2 separate regions of the Oncorhynchus mykiss genome follow, and region 2 is linked to region 1. A link is a contact called in public Hi-C data. All regions are on one chromosome and are shown on one strand. The core of a region is the stretch at or near the end of the contact, and the rest is flanking DNA. Distances in the headings are between cores, read along the strand shown.

Region 1 (3,246 bases), core at 207-2,706:
ATAGCACACCTCACCCCCATTCTGTTATTTATCCTCTTGCACCCCTGTATATCTGCACATCTATCACTCCAGTGTTAATGCTACATCTTTTATTATTTCACCACTATGGCCTATTTATTGCCTTACCTCCCTACTCTTCTACATTTGGACACACTGTACATAGATTTTTCTATTGTGTTATTGACTATACGTTTGTTTATGTGTAACTCTGTTGTTTGTCACACTGCTTTGCTTTATCTTGGCACGGTCGCAGTTGTAAATGAGAGCTTGTTCTCAACTGGCCTACCTGGTTATAAGGTGAAATAAAATAAATTACTCAAGTCATTATTGAAAACAGAAAAACTTGAACAGCAGTTTCAGGGCTGCATGTGCATGAAGACAGCACTGTAGCTGCTATTTAAAGAATGGCTGATTAAGACAAGCCAGACCTGATCTCTTTTTGTGGGATTAAGTTTCCAAAATTGTGCAAATAAAATACTAGAACCTGAATCAACACAGCCTTGCCCTCAAGTGCTTTCGTGGTTCTTAGTAGCCAAACTTGCCAGTGACAATTTGCCAATGCATTCGTTTTTTTATTAGACATCCAATTGGATTGTTTTATACTAGCTTCCATCGTTATATGGGGGAATCCCACAGACTACGAACCGCATTCTAACAGCTAATGAGGTGTGAGGGACCAAGTTGACCAACCAGTCAAGCTAACGACAGAGCGTGTGACAGTTTGGACTAACCTGAAAATTCCCAAATTAGCTAACGTTTGCCACTTAACGTTACAGTAGCAAGGATAAACAGCTGGCTAACATTATAGCTAGCAACACACCATGTAAAAAGAGGTTCGGTTCTCTTTACAACATGACTTGGTAGCTAGCTAACTGGCTAATTGACGATATGGAAGACGAATGCTAGCTGTCAAAGTTGCTCAGTTATCAATGGTGCTCGTAAGCTAACGTTCGCTAGATAGCTAGCTGTCAAGTTAGAGAGTTATAGCTAACTAACGTAGCTAAAATGATTAACCATGCTATCATGTTAGTTAATTGGCAACGAGCTACCTGGATCGTTACTAATGATGCCCCCATAGGCTCCGTCCCAGCAAAAAGATAACTGACAAGAGGCCCTGATTTCTGAACTCAATCCCCAGAACTTCAGTGCAGCTCACTTCCCCATGAAAGTCGTCCATTTCACGGGCCTCAGTTCAACTTCCATTCCCATGTTCTTACAGCTCACTTACCCTGGGTATATGTGGTCGTTGCCTTTGTCCAGGGAAGTGTTGAAGTAACTGCCCACTCCTCTTCCAACTGATCTTCAACAAGAAAGTCCCTCAGGTGCCTATTCTCTTGGCGTTTGTCCTAGATTAGACCCGTTGTGCCCTCACTGATGTGCCCGTGGCGTCCCTCTTCGGCTTCTCCGCCTTTTCCCTTTCTCTCGACAACCAACATCCGGGACTCTGTCGTTTGCAACACAAAAATACCCGGAACTACTTCCAACACAATTCAAGAACGATGCAGATTGCAAACTGCACTGGCTGTATTACTGCACTCTACGATGTACACAGCCACAAAAACTAGTCCCCTCCCTGCCGTCTCTCTCCCTCTGCCTCTGCTACAACTACTTAATAAAACGAAAACAATAATAGTATTAAAACACATATTTACTCAGAATCATTATAACAAAAAAATAAAAAATAAAATTAATGTGTTTTTAGCTATTAATAATCTTACTACAGGAGTTATGACAGTACTACTAAAGGTAATATTTAATTGCAAAAAATGATTAATTTGACTACTATCCTTGACTTCAGATTATACTGTTGTTAGCAGCATCTAGTCTTCTACACGGAGCACTATCTTAGTAATGTTCATGTTATAAGACATATTGACATTTTTGGTTAATTCATACTTTGCTGGAATCAAAAATGTCTGATCACTATTAGTACAGTATATACAGTGTTTCAGCTTCCTCATACAGTTTTCAGTTGGAAAACAGAGCCTCCAGTGGGTACTCATTGAAAATGCTTCACTTGAGCTGCAAACAGGTTGCCAATCATATTTCCCATCACAAATATGTGATGGGAATAAGCAAATGATCTACAATTACATTGTGTGTTGAATGTAGCTATAGCCAAATACGGAGACATAGATACCACGCTGTCAATACAGTAGCTGGTCACTGTGTTATTGTGCAGTTGCCATTTGTATCACTTCAGGTTAATGTGTAGACTCTTTGTATGTAATCAGACTAAATCAAATAACATTTTATTTGTCACATGCGGCGAATACAACAGGTGAAGACTTTACGATGCTTACTTACAAGCCCTTTCCCAACAATGTAGTGTTAAGTAAGAAAAATGTGCAAAAAAATGAAAAGGGAATAGTAACACAAAATAACAATAATGAGACTATACACACAAGGAGTACCGGTACCTTGTCAATACGCAGTGGTAGGAGGTATTTGAGGTAATTTAGATATTATGTACACTATCATTAAAAAGTTTGGCTTGGGGGTAGAAGCTGTTTAGAAGCCTCTTGGACCTACACTACCGTTCAAAAGTTTAGAGTCACTTAGAAATGTCCTTGTTTATTAAAGAAAAGCACATCTTTTGTTCTTTAAAATAACATCAAATTGATCAGAAAAACAGTGTAGACATTGTTAATGTCGTAAATGACTATTGTAACTGGAAACGGCAGATTTTCTATGGAATATCTACATAGGCGTACAGAGGCCCATTATCAGCAACCATCACTCCTGTCTTCCAATGGCACGTTGTGTTAGCTAATCGAAGTTGATCAAGGCTAATTGATCATTAGAAAACAATTTTGCAATTATGTTAGCACAGCTGAAACCTGTTGTTCTGATTAAAGAAGCAATAAGTTGTTCTGATTAAAGAAGCAATAAAACTGTCCTTCTTTAGACTAGTTGAGTATCTGGAGCATCAGCATTTGTGGATTCGAGTGCAAGCTCAAAATGGCCAGAAACAAATAACTTTCTTCTGAAACTCATCAGTCTATTCTTGTTCTGAGAAATGAAGGCTATTCCATGAGAGTCATTGCCAAGAAACTGAATATCTTGTACAAAGCTGTGTACTACTCCCTTCACAGAACAGTGCAAACTGGCTCTAACAAGAATAGAAAGAGGAGTGGGAGGCCCCGGTCCACAACTGAGCAAGAGGACAAGTACATTCGAGTGTCTAGTTTGAGAAACAGACACCTCACAAGTCCTCAACTGGCAGCTTCATGAAATAGTACCCGC
Region 2 (3,433 bases), core at 482-2,981, 180 kb before region 1:
GGAAATTTAATGCAGATATGTACATGATTTGTCAAAGAGGGATTGCAGATAAATGACAAGTAGGCCATCTCAACAGACAATTCTGAATGTTGAGACTTTAACACAACTCACTGATAGTACTCAATAGGCCTTTTAACATGGCAATGTTCTTAGCCCCTGGCTATCCTTAGTCCCAGGCAAAAACTGGTCGTGGGCAAGCTAAGCCTGTGTCCACACAAACAGAGTTGCCTGAAACCAACCGTCACTTTTCTGGAGTAAAATATTCAAATTAGGAGACAATGGAACACTGATTGACTAGCCCTGCAAAGTCGGTGCCACCCTGCTCTGGAGCAGGGCCAGCAAGACCACTTTTTTTATGAGTGTGAAAACGCTGGAATTAGAATGCACCGTAGTGAATGAGAGAAAACAGACAGGCCGCGAGCGTCAATGCCGTCATGCACTTCACATTAGAACGCAAGTCTATTTTTCCCCCCGCATCTACGTGAAGCAATTCCGGTACAGCGAGCATATAAAACGCCACAAAAGACCGTTTGTGCATTGTTACGTCTGGAATTGTGACATGTATAAGTTAGTTAGAAAGTGTCTATTTTGTGTTAAGTTTAGCTGCCAGTGACAATAATACATATTTGAAAGCAATAACTTTATGCCTACCTTTGTTGATGCCAAGCACAGACATATAGCCTAGGCAGGCTACGACTGGGAAACTCGAACTCCGTTCAAGAGAGAATACAGTTATGTATAAATAACCAGACTAGCTACATTCTTTAAAAACTGCTAGGGTGTATTAACTAACGTTACAACGCTCCTGTTCGTGATCCAACATAACAGGAGGCAGGTACGGTGGCTCCCGTGGGACATAATGTGAGTCAAAATGAACACAATAATTCACAAGGGCTACATAGCAAACATAAATAGAACTGCTTATTATGGCTTTTCATGACAATTACATTGGCATAAACTACTTAGTGCATGTTAATTGACGCTCTACTCGCACGCAAATTAACGTAATCCGTGTGGTTTCAGTTTTGCCCTGGGATAAAAACTCTTTTAGCCCTGGGCATTGGTGTGAACGTGACTATTTAGTTAACCTTTAACTAGACAAGAACAAATTCTTATTTTAAAATGACGGCCTACCCCGGACAAACCCTCCCCTCACACAGACGACGCTGGGCCAATTGTGCACCGCCCTATGCGTCTCCCGATCACTATTCAGTCAATAAATCAGTGCAAATTAAAAACAGACCGGGGTTGAATGCATAGATAGGCCTACAACAAACTTGACAATCATAGACAGTCATTCATATTGAAAGGAAAACCCGAGGTCAATTTCAAAGAGAGAGGGAAAAAAAGTATGAATTTCATTCTAGCAGGTAATTATTATGCAAAATGCAACTCGATTTTAAGATTTGGTATTGTTGAGAAAGGAAGGGTGGGACTACAGAACTTGTGCAACTACATGCATCCTGGGCCTAGTCTGCAGCACTACATTACCTCAACTTTGCATTGACTTTGGCTGACTAGCTAGCTAGTAGCTACAGTCCCGATGCCAAATAAAATGGAGCTCACTTACCTGGGAAACATGAACATTTGACAAAGTATAAGAAACCTATACCGTTCAGCTAAATCGTGTTTGTTACGTCGAACATTATTAAAGGGTGTTTCATTTCAGGGCAGGCATATTCCCAGCGATGGCACAGACAAAACTGATACACGTACCCAGGTAGCTAACTAGATGTAGCTAAGGGTTTACAGCACATGTATGACACATACCTCGAGTAATCTACCATCCCTTTACCACAACGGCAACTGTTTAAGTTATTTTCTGAACACAAAAACCAGCACTTTGCAGTCTAGCACGCCCGTGCTTGACCTAGCCTGTTAGCTCGCGAGCTAGCTACCCGAGCTGAATTGACAGCAGAGTGAAACAAACCGATCAGACTATGCAATCCCTAACCTGCAAGTCCTGTAACATAACTAGCTAATTGGATACCTCTTAAATATAGGTAAGTAGCAAATGGATCAACGGATCAAATAACGTGGCTCGCAAATAAGTTGCTAGTCTGGAAAGGTCACACACATCCCAGAAAACTCGGTGGCTGGTTCGTGGTGACGTTTACGTTAGGTAGCTAACTTATTTATCCGACAAGCCAATGTTGACAGTATCGTGCTGTCTGTGTTGTTACATAATAGCTACCAATTTAGCTGCAATCAACCTTTATGAATTAACAGTAACATAAAACTACATTTGAGATAGAAAGTTTGGAAAGGAAAATTACTGCATCTAGTTAGTTACACCTCACTGTACTGTTAGCGAAGCTAGCTAGCTAGCATGCTATCAAGAATTCAACTTCGAATGGGCGTAAGGACAATTTCCTTCGACTTCTGCCACCCACTGCCAGCTATCGTATCGAAGAGCTTGGTAAATATGTACTGCAAAATGTAATAGAGAAATTAGAATTTTAGGGGTGTACGCCTTACCTCGCTTTGCCCTGGGTGAATTTTTCTTGTTCAGATTGCTGGCTCTTTCTTCCTCTAATGCAGCTGTTATCTCAGGGTTGTCTTCCCCATTGTACCACACCAGCAACTCTTCCCCGGGTCCTATTGGCTGTTACAAGAAAAGAGGAGAATGGGAACAAATCAGAGACAGGTTTGCTGAGAGACAGGATGAAATACTTGGGCTCTTGTTGTGCCTGTCAAGTCCAACAAGAATGTTAGGTCCTGACATTTCAGTAGCTGTAGATGGCAAACTATGTATTTTTTTTTTGTCAATTCCTTTATAAATGGTTTATTATACCCAAGTATAGCAGAGACAGCATAATACAAATTTGTATTTTGCATGAATTATTTAAAAAAGTTTACCACAATTCTCTCATTTGGCTTCAATGAGAATAACCCCCATACTAGCCAGCAGATCCGACCGCTTGCTTACATCTGCACTAGGGTCGGACAGAATCCCTGTGTAGATTAAGACGCTGCGGAGCCAGCGTGAGATATGGCTCGGGAAAACGTACCTCAATCCAGGAATGAGAAATGCGTTGTACTACAAATTGGCACATTATCCCAAATGTTACACAGAGAAGATTGAACGCTAAATAGCCAGTACTCTTGCATTCACATGCCTAAATAGAAAACCATCACTCTGCTTTAATGCTCAAATGTTTAGAGAATAACATTTTACCAGTGAGACTTCATGTCTGAATTACCCGTAACACTTTGTAGTAAATGGCTCGGTTGATCTCCATGGGGAAAAGGTTCTGTTCTTGAGTGGAGTGTGCCCAGTTTACATACCGTAGCCAGTTCCCCTTCATGGGGTCTCTAGCATCCACACACATCCAGCCCCTGGCTGGAAAATACACCTACAGAGGACAGATTGGTTATCTGGATGATAATGTTATGAAAACGGATAACAGCATATATAATATGTGTGCTGTGC

The links. A called contact is a pair of places that touch in the nucleus more often than the background predicts.
Region 2: a contact with region 1 is called in a Hi-C map of blood, with 3 times the contacts expected there. A contact is called at or near these places in 2 of 3 Hi-C or Micro-C datasets (blood and liver).

The regions. Positions count from the first base shown.
Region 1 is chr17:78,746,048-78,749,293 of USDA_OmykA_1.1, reverse strand. LOC110494637 (forkhead box protein J3) reads right to left here and starts at 1,456. Exons shown (of 11, transcript XM_021569877.2): 1 at 1,229-1,456. It also overlaps the pseudogene LOC110493264.
Region 2 is chr17:78,921,868-78,925,300 of USDA_OmykA_1.1, reverse strand. LOC110493265 (PR domain zinc finger protein 2) reads right to left here and starts at 1,731. Exons shown (of 4, transcript XM_036948224.1): 1 at 652-1,731. The coding sequence starts at 676.